Linked DNA regions of Sus scrofa: region 2 is linked to region 1. A link is a contact called in public Hi-C data. All regions are on one chromosome and are shown on one strand. Each heading gives the region's core, a stretch centred on a gene start, on an enhancer-like site or on the middle of the called end of the contact. The rest is flanking DNA. Distances are from core to core; before and after follow the strand shown. Region 1 overlaps CALD1 (caldesmon). Region 2 overlaps CALD1 (caldesmon).

Region 1 (6,081 bases), core at 23-2,522:
AAAAAAAGGAATGTACGAGACTAGCCAATCGACTTTGAATGAATGAGGCAAACATACAAATTGCTTTTTTTTTTAAAAAAGAGGAAGCTTAGTTAATGGTGATAACGCCCACTCGTGCAGTACATGCATACCTCAGAGATACCTCAGTTCAGTTGCAGACCACCGCAACGAGGCAAATGCACAATAAAGTGAGTCACACAAATTCTGTGGTTTCCCAGGGCACGTAAAAGTTATGTTTACACTATATTATAGTCTGTTAAGTGTGCAAAAGCATTATGTCTAAAAATTACTTATATATATTTTAATTAAAACACCTTATTGCTAAAAAAGCCAAAAATGGTAATGGTAACGTCAAAGATCACCAATCACAGGTCACCATCGCGGATACAGCGGGAATGAACAAGTCTGAAACAGAGCGAGATTTACCGAAATCGGACACAGAGACATGAAGTGAGCAAATGCTGTTGATTACATGGCACCAATAGACTTGCTCAACATGATGTTGCCATAAACCTTCAATTTGTAAAAAAAAAAACCCACAGTATCTGTGAAGCTCAATGAAACAAAGGCGAATAAAATGAGGTCTGCTTGGACTTCCCGAGTGTCAGGCAATGGGCAGGATGCATCTCATCTAATCCTTCCAATCGCGTTGGACAGACAGGATGGTTCCTATTTTACAGTCTAGATGAACAAACTTGGCACCGAGACGTCTCCTCACTTGCCCAGAACTATATACATAGGATTTGTGCTTGCCTCTGGCTGACCCCAAAGTCTGGGCTGTTGACACGACGATGACACAGCACATCCCTTTCTTTCCAGGTCTCACTCCTCTGACTTTGACAGGGCTGGATTCAGAAGTTAAGATGTGGAGAAGTTCAGAATTATTCAGTTGACTTTCTTTTAATCGGCATAAGAAAGTCGTGTGATATGAATAACAATGACATGAGAGGAGCTGCTAGTTGGCGAGAAGTCCAGGTCTCCCACTATGAGGGGGATGTTACACTCACTGTCTCTTCGTAGGGCCCTTTGGGCAACAGGTAGTCCCTTAGGCTGGTTATTTAAGACGAAGAGTCATGAAAGATCAAAGACCCTCACCAGACAACTGCCCTCACCCCTCTCCAGCCCTGCTCCACCAGGAGCAGAAGCTTGCTCATCAAGCAGGATCTGATGTCATATTACAATTGCTGCCAGATTCTCCCACTCAAAGACCAAAGGTTAGAGCTGTGAGAGCACAGGCAGGGAATAACATCCGTTAAGCGTTAAGCTGGAGAAAGCAAGGGAGCCACCAGGAGCAAGCTGGGAGCCAGAAGCCCCGTGACACACACCCAGGCAGGGAGGAGGTAGGCCCGTGAGTCAACGTCTCTGGCCTCATTGTCCTCGTCTGTAAAATGGGGGTATTAATACTTTACTCGTAGTGATGTAGAAGAATTAAATAAACTCATTTTTGTAGGACAGTGCTTGGCACATAAGAAGTGCTATGTGCCTGTCGGCCAGTTTTGTTATTGTATTATTATGCTCTTCTCTTCCTCCACGTCTTCATTTTCATACGTGAAATATGTTCTGTGCTTAAATATCTTTCAAGTTTTGCTGCTATTTCCAAACATGAAGGAGAGAACTTGGCAGAAAGATTTTTCTAACTCAAGGATCTTAAACTCCTTTTCCTTGAGAATATTAACACCAGAGAAGGCTGAGAAATACAGAACAAATGTAGGGGAACATTCGTATCTTTTGTTGGTATTCTTTTATTCCTCCTCTTTTGACTACCTTGTCTCTGTCTTTGTTTTTGGGGGGCACTGGAATGTGAAGAGGAAGACCAGTGGCTGAAAATGTGCAATAAATGGAATGCCTTTTACCTCTCATTTTCTCCGTCACTTGTAATCCATGTCACTTCTCATTAAAACGTAGATGGGAATTTATCACCAGAGAGCTTTATCTTTCCATGCCAGAAAACGCCTGTGTCCTAGTGCAAGAGGCTAATCCCCTTTTCTATTCTTCTTTGGGGCTGGCTTAACACCGAAACTTAGTACAGAACTGATGGTTCAGAGTGCTTACACATAGAGGTTGGTTCTCGGTGTCGCTGGAATGGCTTTAGACAGATAACCTGCCACTACCCCAATATCCTTCAGCCAGCTGGCATTTTAATTGTCATAGAAAAGTATCCCACTTATTGCTTATGAATTAAACTATGAAATGCCATGTTAAAGTATTTTAAATCCTTCAGTACTTGCAATGGGTTGAATAGTGACCTCTAAAAATGATAGGTGGGTTAATAACAAATGCTGGAGAGGGTGTGGAGAAAAGAGAACCCTCTTATATTGTTGGTGGGAATGTAAATTGGTACAGCCTATATAGAAAATGGTATGGAGGAACCTCAAAAAAATAAAAATAGCACTACTATGTGATCTAGCAATCCCACTCCTGGGCATCTCTCTGGAGAAAATCATAATTCAAAAAGATACATGCATCTGAATGCTCACTGCAGCACTATTTACAATAGCCAAGGAGTGGAAGCAACCTAAATGTCCATTGACAGAGGATTTGAAAAAGATGCGGTACATACATAAAATGGAATATTACTCAGCCATAAAAAAGAATGAAATAATGCCATCTGCAGAAACATGGATGAGCCTAGGGATTGTCCTCCCAAGTTAAGTTAGTCAGACAGTGAAAGACAAACATCATATGATATCACTTATATGTGGAATCTGAAAAAATTATACAGGTGAACTTATCTGCAGAACAGAAACAGACTAACAGACTTTGAAAACAAATTTATGGTTACCAAAGGGGACAGATTGGAGGCAGGGAAGGAGGGACTGGGGGTTTGGGACTGGCATATGCGCACTGAGGTATATGGAATGACTAACTGATGGGGGCCTGCTGTATAGCACAGGGAATTTCACCCAATATTCTTTGATAATCTGTATGGGAAAAGAATCTGAAAAAGAATGGATGCGTGTGTATGTATAACTGAGTCCCTTTGTTCTATAGCAGGAATTATCACAGCACTGCAAATCAATTAATCTTCAATAAAACTGACAGTGGAAAAAATGCTGATTTTGAATATATAAAAATTTAAAAAAAAATGATAGGTTGGTTGATGACCTAACCCCTGGTACCTCAGAAGGTGATCTTACTTGGAAATAAGACCTTTACAGGGGTAATCAAGTTCTGGTGGATCATTAGGGTGGGCCTTCATCCAATAAGACTGGTGTCCTTATAAAAAGGGGGAAATGTGGATAGAAACAGCCATGCGTGGGAGGTAGACTATGTGCAGAAACACAGAGAGAATGTCATGTGAAGGCAGAGGACTGGAGTGATGGATCTACATGCCAAGAACAGTCAGAGATTGCCAGCAAACCAAGAGACACTAGGGGAGAGTGTCTTTTTTTTTGGCAATTTCTAGCACTTCTACTGTATATTTAGGCAGGTGGTTCATTACATTAAACTCTCAGCCTCTGATATACTAAGATGCCTTTCATTGTAACGTCTAATTCTATCCTCTCAAACACTCAGCTTCTACCTTTGCTGTGTTCCTTTGCTCCCCTGGTACCTGTGGATCTTGGCTTGAGATTTACCTGTAGCTCTAGGTGGGTTCATAAAACTAGCCTTCTTTAGATACTGGGTGGAGGGAATGTTATACAGGTTCTCCCGTCCTGCCTGCAAATCTTCAGATCTAAGAGAGGCAGACTTGTAATGCTTCCCTGGATCAAAATGAATGTTTAAGTAAGGTCAGAAATTTAAACACGTATGCGGGAGGAGAGAATAAATGGAAAATAAGTCATTCTCATGATACTAACTCGATAGGCCTAGGATGGGTCAAGCTATGACTTCAAGGCCTTTTCCCTTGCGGTGAATAGAGACTATCCCCATTTGCTGGGTGCCCTTCACTCACTGAGGTTAAGAGAAAAGCCCCACTGGTGCTTGAATCTGAGGAGCTTTTGTCCTTTTGTGATCAGGGAGTATCCACTACTCGGCTAACTTACCGACTAGTGGATACTCAGAACACCGTTTCCACATTAGGCCGCTCCAGGATGCATAAAGATTGTTTAACCTGCGGCGACTTCAGCAAACTTTAAAGTGTAGAGGTAAGGGCTAGGTTTGCTGCGTTTATTTCTAGGAAGTCTGTATACTCATGTTATGGGTTGAATTGTGTCCCTTTCAAAAATATGCTAAAGTCCTAACCCCCAGTACCTCAGAATGAGACCTTGTTTGGAATCAAGACAAAATCAAGGTCACTAGGGTGAGCTCCGATCCAAAATGACTGCTGTCCTTTTCAAAAGGAGACATTGGACAAGAGAGACAGACAGAGGGAAGATAATATGAAAAAAAAAAGGGTGGAGGAAGGATTGGGAGTTTGGGATTAGCAGATGCGAACTAGTATGTGTAGGACGGGGAACACAGGGAACTAAGTCAACCCTGTGATAAACCCTAATGGAAAAGAATATGGAAAAGAATATACGTGTATAAATGTATCACTGAATCACTTTGCTGCACAGCAGAAATTAACACAACACTGTACAGCAACTATACTTCAATCATTTTTTTTTTTAATAGAGAAATAGGGAGAATGTCATGGAAAGTAATGGAAGCATTGGAGCTACACCGTCATAAACCAAGGCACGGATGCAGCTGCCTGAATCCAGAAAAGGAAGGAAGAATCCTCGTCCTATAGGCTTCAGAGGGAGCACAGTCCTGTGACACCTTGACTTCAGATGTCTAGGCTCAGAAACTGTGAGACAGTGAGGTTCTGCTGTTCTAAGTCACCCAGTCTGTGATCCTTCACAGGACGGCCCTGGGACACGAAGACAACGCAGCACAGCCACTCCCATTTTTGTGATTACCAGGATGCTACCTCAGACTCATTCCCTAGGCACCCACTTAATGCCAATAATTATCATTGTTAATTACACCATACACATCTCTGTGAGCACTTACTGAGCACCAGGCACTGTGCTAACCACTTTACATAATAGTTTGCTCATGTTATTGATGACAAAACTGAGAAACTCAGTGAGATTAAGTAATTAGCTCGAGGACACACAGATACTATAACGATGCAACTAGGACTTGAGTCCGACTTTATCTGGATTTCAAAATTAATATTCTTTGTTTGTTTGTTTGTTTTATTTTTTTAGGGCAGCACCTATAGCATATGGAAGTTCCCAGGCAAGGGATCGAATCAGAGCTGCAACTGTTGGCCTACACCACAGCCACAAAGCAATGCTGGATCTGAGCTGCCTCTGTGACCTATATCACAGCTCATGGCAATGGCAGATCCTAAACCCACTGAGCAAGGCCAGGGATCAAACCTGCATCCTCATGGATACTAGCTGGGTTCTCAACCCACTGAACCACAACAGGAATAAGAAAGTTAATATTCTTAATTGATACTCTCCTACTCTGTCAAGATTGCTTACAGATTGGTGGCATCCTAATCTTTGGCAAACCAATCCCTGCTTCTTACTATATCCTCCTTCACAATGTGTCTAGTTTAGGCCAATTAGGAAAAGTAATACTTTCGTATTTTGCCCCCAGAGTCTATTTTTACCAAGTTTCTTTTAACTTCAGAGTTATTCGAAGTACAGCAGTATGAGTTATCATTTTGAAACAGGAAGTAAACGGAACGATTAAAATCCCAAATGAAGCACTCCTCTGATTTTTCTAAAGTAGATGGATTTTTTTGAACATGTGTCACTCACAAACCGAATTCATCTGCCTTTTGCATCAGTGGTCTTGTGCCACTCAGCACCAGTGGCTTTGTTGGCATAAGATAGTAACCCTTTCCTCTGCTGGGGTCTTTGGGAATGGAAGTGCTCAGGGCGAAGGGAGAGGTAGAAAATTTAATGCTGATTAAACACCCACCGTGGTTTACACACCTTCGTGTAACTAATTCCTTTAATTGGCACTAAACTTGCAAAGACGGATATTATACTTTTTTTCCCCACAGATGAAGAAACTCAGGCCCAGTGAAACTGAGAAAGGAGCTCAAGTCATATATTTAGCAGAGATCAACGGAGGCCCACACACAGATATGGGCGTCAGGACACCTGGCACTCGTTTCTCATCTGTCAAGAATGT
Region 2 (6,116 bases), core at 2,565-5,064, 110 kb after region 1:
TGTCTCCAAACCAGATAACTGTCAATATTGCTTTTAAAAGTAAGGAAAGGAATGTGCATGCCCCAGAAGCTCTAAAAAAAAAAAGAAAGAGGAGTTCCCCTCGTGGCTCAGTGGTTAACGAATCCGACTAGGAACCATGAGGTCGCGGGTTCGGTCCCTGCCCTTGCTCAGTGGGTTAACGATCCGGCGTTGCCGTGAGCTGTGGTGTAGGTTGCAGACGCGGCTCGGATCCCGCGTTGCTGTGGCTCTGGCGTAGGCTGGTGGCTACAGCTCCGATTCAACCCCTAGCCTGGGAACCTCCATATGCCGCGGGAGCGGCCCAAGAGATAGCAACAACAACAATAACAAAAGACAAAAAAAAAAAAAAAAAAAAAAAAAAAAAAAATAAAAAAAAAAGAAAGAAAGAAAGAAAGAAAGAAACAGGAGTTCCCGTCGTGGCGCAGTGGTTGACGAATCCGACGAGGAACCATGAGGTTGCGGGTTCGATCCCTGCCCTTGCTCAGTGGGTTAACGATCCGGCGTTGCCCTGAGCTGTGGTGTAGGTTGCAGACGCGGCTCGGATCCCGCGTTGCTGTGGCTCTGGCGTAGGCCGGTGGCTACAGCTCCGATTCGACCCCTAGCCTGGGAATCTCCATATGCCGCGGGAGCGGCCCAAGGGGTGGCAACGATAACAACAACAACAACAACAACAACAACAAAAAAAAAGACAAAAGACAAAAAAAAAAAAAAGAAACAAAGAAACAAAGAAACAAAGAAAGGAAGGAAGGAAAAACAGGAAAGGCTGAAACTGGGTTGGGTCAGCCCCAGAAAAAGGAGTCAGCTGAAGCTGTCAGGCACAGGATATTTTTTGGAAACTTCACATTCTTTGCACGTTGAATCTAGAGAGTTTCCTTTATGAAACTTACATGTTCCAAGAAAACCAACCCGCAAAAGTCTTCATATTTCAAAGAAAAAAAAAAAGAAAAGAAAACCATGTCTAAGGATACTTTACTACCTGAAGTGCCTTTCTATTTAAGATCTCATGGCTCCCTACCTGGGTGTTACAGAGAAGAAAAAAGGCTATTCTCAGTTTATAATTAGGAAGCCTGAGGCGCAAGGGGTCTGTTCAAGGTTACACACGTTATCAGCTGTAGAAATGAAGCAGGAACTGGGGCCATTTTTCTGTGAGACCACCCACCTGGAATCTGAGGTACCCACACAATACAAGAGCCAAGATATCAAAAACTTAAACCTCATTGCAAATACTCTCAGGAAAAAGAATTAGCAAACTAGAAGATATTCCCAGTGGAAAGAGCAATTGTTTTATTTTAACAGCATATCTAACAGCAGAAATATGAAAAGGCATGAAAGTTTAAAAAAAAAAAAGCTCAGGAGTTCCTGCTGCAGCTCAGTGGTAACAAATCCAACTAGTATCCATGAGGATGCAGGTTCGATTCCTGGCTGGCTCAGTGTGTTGAGGCTCTGGCATTGCCGTGAGCTGTGGTGTAGGTCACAGATGTGGCTCAGATCTGGCGTTGCTGTGTGGTGTAGGCTGGCAGCTGTAGCTCTGATTCGACCCCTAGCCTAGGAATTTCCATATGCCACAGGTGCAACCCTAAAAAAAAAAAAAAAAAAAAATCAAACTTCTAGATTTCCCATTTCCTATTTACTCAAACACAGGTGGGTCAGCAGTTCCAGGGTGGCTGAGATAATCATTCTAGCCAAGCTGGACGCACTGGAGAGTCCTTGGCTAGATATTTCCATTGCATCACTGCTATAACTATATGCTTATCATGCAGAGTGTGTTTGAAGTCTTTTGATTTTTCCTTTGGTTATCATCAATCTTTCAAAAAAAGATCTAAGCAAGAGAGACATAAGGACATCAGGGCTAAAGCTTGTGGCTACCCAAGGGCAACAGGACATTTCCAACTGAATACATCTGAATGGGAAAAGAAATAAAAACTAGAAGGAGTGGGGCAGGGGAGATGGAAGGAGGCTAGGAGTGGGAGGAGAAAGGAAGAATGGAGGGAAGGAGGGAGAGAACTTTTAACAGAACCCTTATTTTCTTCCATAAAGTATCTTCTCTCACTGTTTTTCCCTCATTTATTAATTTTTAGGTTACTTTAAAAAAGGAGAGAAAATTATGATCAAAATCCTTAAATTAAGTAAGTGAATAAGTAAAAGGATGAGAACAGCTTTTTCTAGCTGACACAGTGCTATACTGTCAAGTATTCCAGACATCTAAAGCTTGGTTTCCAGCAATTTGCAAGAGGAAAATGTTCTGCCTTTCTCATTTCAGTGTTGAGAAGGAGCTTCCTTGCATGATCCTGATTGATAACTTCAGCAATTTTTCAAAATGAACTGTAAGTTATGGGTGAGTGAATCATAAAAAGAACTACATTTGAAAGAGACCTAAGTCAACATTTATTCTTTTTTGCCTCAAAGTTTATTTCTACATATGTTAAGCCTAGGGCAGGCATTGCTAGGCTTTTGGTATATATTGCTTTAGAGGCTAAAAAATTCCAAATTACTGAAGTCATAATGAAGGCAATGCACAGTTGCTTTGGCTAAAATTTTCTTTTTTTCTTCAGGCCAAATATTTTCAACACTAAGTATATACACATACACATATTGGAAACGTGTCCTGTAAGATTCCAGACACATTCATAGATGATGTCTAATAATCGTTCTAGGTATGGCTGCTTCTGTAGGATAGAGACTGTTCTAGACTCTGGACAGAGGTGCTGAATTAGTGGACAGTCCAATAGGGATTCATTTGAGACCCTTTAGATGGTGGTAGTTGTTGTATATAACATTTGATGATGGTGGTGGTGGGTGTGTGGGTGTGTGTGTGTGTGTGTTTTCAAATATGTAGGAAATGTGTCCTGCATGTATTATGGCAGACAAATATGGCCTCCCAGAGACGTAGTCAAGACTATATGGGAACAAAAGGACGAAGAGGCAGTCAAGTGGTGAGATAAGACTCCGAGTAGAGGAAAGAGAAGTGAGGAGGGGATAAGGGAAAATAGAAAAATATTTCTGACAAAAATACAAAAAGCTTCCTGGGGTAGAAATAAAAAGAAGACTCAATATAAATTGTGTTTTGTTTGTTTGTTTAAGATCCAGAAACTGAGGGAGTTGTTGCTAGGTGAGGATCTATGGGAGGCAGAAAACTAGCATAGGTAGAGTAAATGCCCATCCCAAATTGCCAATGATAGTCTCCATTTAGAACTCTGATTTTTGGGAAATTATTAATAGCTCCTCCTTTCCCTCTCAAAAGTGTCCTGGTTTATATAAATGTTATAACCACCCTCTCTATGGACCTCCTCTGGCCAAAGACAGAGAGTAGCCATAAGCAGGATGGAAGCTGGGAAATGGACACCAAGAAGAGCTTTAAGGAAGGGGGTAAAAGGAAACAATAGCTAAAGAAAAAAGGATACAAGGTATAATGTGTGAACAATTTGTAACTAATTATGCCAAACAGGGATCAAGTAAGGAAGGCCATTTAGAGGAAAAAGTGTCTAAAAATGTAAGGATGGATGGAGAAGCAATAGAAGAAACCAAAGACAAGAGACAAATGAATCAGAGCACAAAAATGTGTAGGCTCCTAATATTTTCCCCTGTATTTGGGAATTAGTGGTTATGATCAGCATGTATAAAAATGACTGAAAGTGACCATCCTGGCTTTCCACCCAGGGTAGGCATGCAGAAAGTCCCATCTGCTGTTGCCTCCCAGCCTGCTGCTCCAAAGCTGCTCACCCCCTCCTCCTAGCACTCTGCCTCTCAGCCTTGCAGGCTGCCTCAACCAGAGGCTTCCCACCAAGCCCCTCCCCCACTTCTGATGGCCGCATACCAGACTGTCTGCCACTGTGGTTTCACAGGCTTCCACAGATAGGCCACAGTATGTGAAGCTGCACTTCAATGCGTCATTTCAGAGACCTCTTTTGACTTTTTCCTGGATCAGAATTTTGTATTGCGAAAGGCAGAAAGTAAATGTCAAAGGCAAGTTCAAAAGGTCAAGTGATTTCTAGCTAAGCATTCCCTACACCCAGAGAGAAGATGGAATACCACCAGCAAGAGGATCGTTGGCACTTAGAGTTTCAGAAAAGACGTCTTTCGGATTTCTACCACTATTTGGAATGGGGGCATATTATAGGTTGAATTGTGGCTCCCTCAAAATCCTTATGTTGAATTCTTAATCCCCAGTATCTCAGAATATGACCTTTTTTTTGGAGATAAGGTCTTTTCAGAGGTAATCAACTTCTAGTGAGGTCATCAGGGCAAGCTCTAATCTGGCTGGTATCTTTATAAAAAGAAGAAAGTTGGATACAGACACGCATTCAGAGAGAATGCTCTATGAACATGAAGATGGCCATCTATAAACCAAGGGAAGAGAGGCCTGAAACAGATCCTTCCCTACAGCCCTCAGAAGGAACTAACCCTGCTGACACCTTAATGTTGGACTTCCAGCCTCACAGTTGTGAGACAATAGGTTTCTGTTGTTAAGCCACCTAGTTTGTGGTACTTTGTTATAGCAGTTGTAAGAAACTAATACCCTAGATGCAGTCTGGTCAAAGACGGGAGTGAGGAGCTGACCAGACTTATTAGAGATTTTTTTTCATTTCCCTACGAAGACGAAGTGATGCTTCTTTGCTTTCTCTGAAATAGTAAGCACTCCCTATGGCAAGATGATACTGGGTGATCCTGAGGGAATAATTTCAATTGCTTATGTCTGTTTTTCCCTCCATGGAGTTGATTATGGGGCCTGTGGTCTAAAACCCCCGCTATGACTGATTGTTAAGGCAAAGGGAGTTTGGGACAGGAAGATCGGCCTTAAATTGTGAAGCCTTATTAATAAATACACCAAGAACAGCTGTCACGGCAAGTAGACCCTAACTTCTTCAGTCAATCATTGCAGTGGAGGACTTCCCACTTGCTCCTCACAGAATTAGCTCTGTCTTGGCTTTGTGAATATCTAAATTTGACTTCATCAAACCCCAAAGCAGCTGGACATACTCAGACAAAGAGTTGAATCCTTCAGTACATAACTCCAGAAGAGCTCTGCTTGAGTTAGAGAAAAGGGTATAACCTATTTGTTAAACTATCTTGGCTACCAGAAAAGGAAAAGACAAAAATATTTCTGCAGGTTTCTTTTCTTTTAAACTGCGATAGGCCTAGATTCTCCTCCCGTTGAACTCTTCCTTGAACAACCTCTCAAGTCAGAAGTGAAAGCAGTGGTATTTGGCCCTGCTTCCTTATATGGCGGGGAAAGACAATGCGCTTGTCTATTTGAACTGCAGTGTGGCTCTCTGACAAATTATAATGATTGGTTATGGAAACCTCCTGCTCTGGTTTCCATCGCTCTCCCGAGGCAAGACGCAGAACAGACAGCTGTAGGAATGGGAAAGGGTTGGAGTCAGGGAGCTGTGTTGAATCTAGCTCTGCCATTTGCCAATTGTGTGACTTTGGGCAACTTATTTATTTTACTGCCCTGGGGTTGTTATCTTCAACTAGAACAGTGCCTGTTCACGTTGCAAATATGCCAGCAAAGCAGCTGAACCACTTAGCTTACCTTCCCAACCATCTCTAACGTAAAGGGCTCAGGATAACTATCGGTCCATTTCTATTTGCTCTCCCTCCCAAGTTCAGTCCTTGATAGGTCTCAATCTTCTCCCCTTTCTCATTCTCTCCTTTTCTCCCTCTCTCACTCCCAATCTAAAACATTAAGAACCTACAAAACAACCCAGCTTTGGTAATAAAACCCTTTTGCCATCCTAGATAAAGATTATTTGGAATGCTAAAGGCAGCACAGTTCCAATGATAAGGGTAGGGGAGAAAACTCTGGTTGAAAGGGATGGTGGAGGTTGTCTGCCGTTGCAGAGCAGGGCTGTCCAAGTGCCAGAGACAGAAAGATCTAGTTGGAAAGCGCTTGTGCTGACCTGAAACAGGGTTTCCTGTAACCATACCTACTGACCCTACTTCTGCTTCCTGGAGAATTTGACATGAAAGAAATTGACTCCTTTTGCTCCATCTACATGGTGGCCATAGAGTAAGCAGCTTGGGAGCTTGGGAGAGTTTGAGGCTAAGGGCCTCACACCTACAGATGCCCCCACAGAAAACCCTGGCTGATAGCTGGC

Evidence for each region. Hi-C and Micro-C count contacts between places; a contact is called where the count stands out from the background.
Region 2: a Hi-C map of liver shows a contact between it and region 1, with 3 times the contacts expected there. The contact joins two enhancer-like sites. A contact is called at or near these places in 3 of 47 Hi-C or Micro-C datasets (liver and skeletal muscle) and 1 of 2 datasets of contacts at active chromatin or transcription factors (skeletal muscle).

What each region holds. Positions count from the first base shown.
Region 1 is chr18:14,325,154-14,331,234 of Sscrofa11.1, forward strand. The region is part of intron 3 of CALD1 (caldesmon); the gene reads right to left. Among named protein-coding and RNA genes, the nearest start is that of AGBL3, 63 kb to the left of the region's middle. Within about 2 kb of position 1,273, at least 14 of the 83 cell types and tissues checked have an H3K27ac peak or open chromatin away from gene starts, as enhancers often do. A contact at or near this core is called in liver, where this site is marked.
Region 2 is chr18:14,435,372-14,441,487 of Sscrofa11.1, forward strand. All of the region lies in intron 1 of CALD1 (caldesmon), which reads right to left. Among named protein-coding and RNA genes, the nearest start is that of CALD1, 48 kb to the right of the region's middle. Within about 2 kb of position 3,815, at least 22 of the 83 cell types and tissues checked have an H3K27ac peak or open chromatin away from gene starts, as enhancers often do. A contact at or near this core is called in liver, where this site is marked.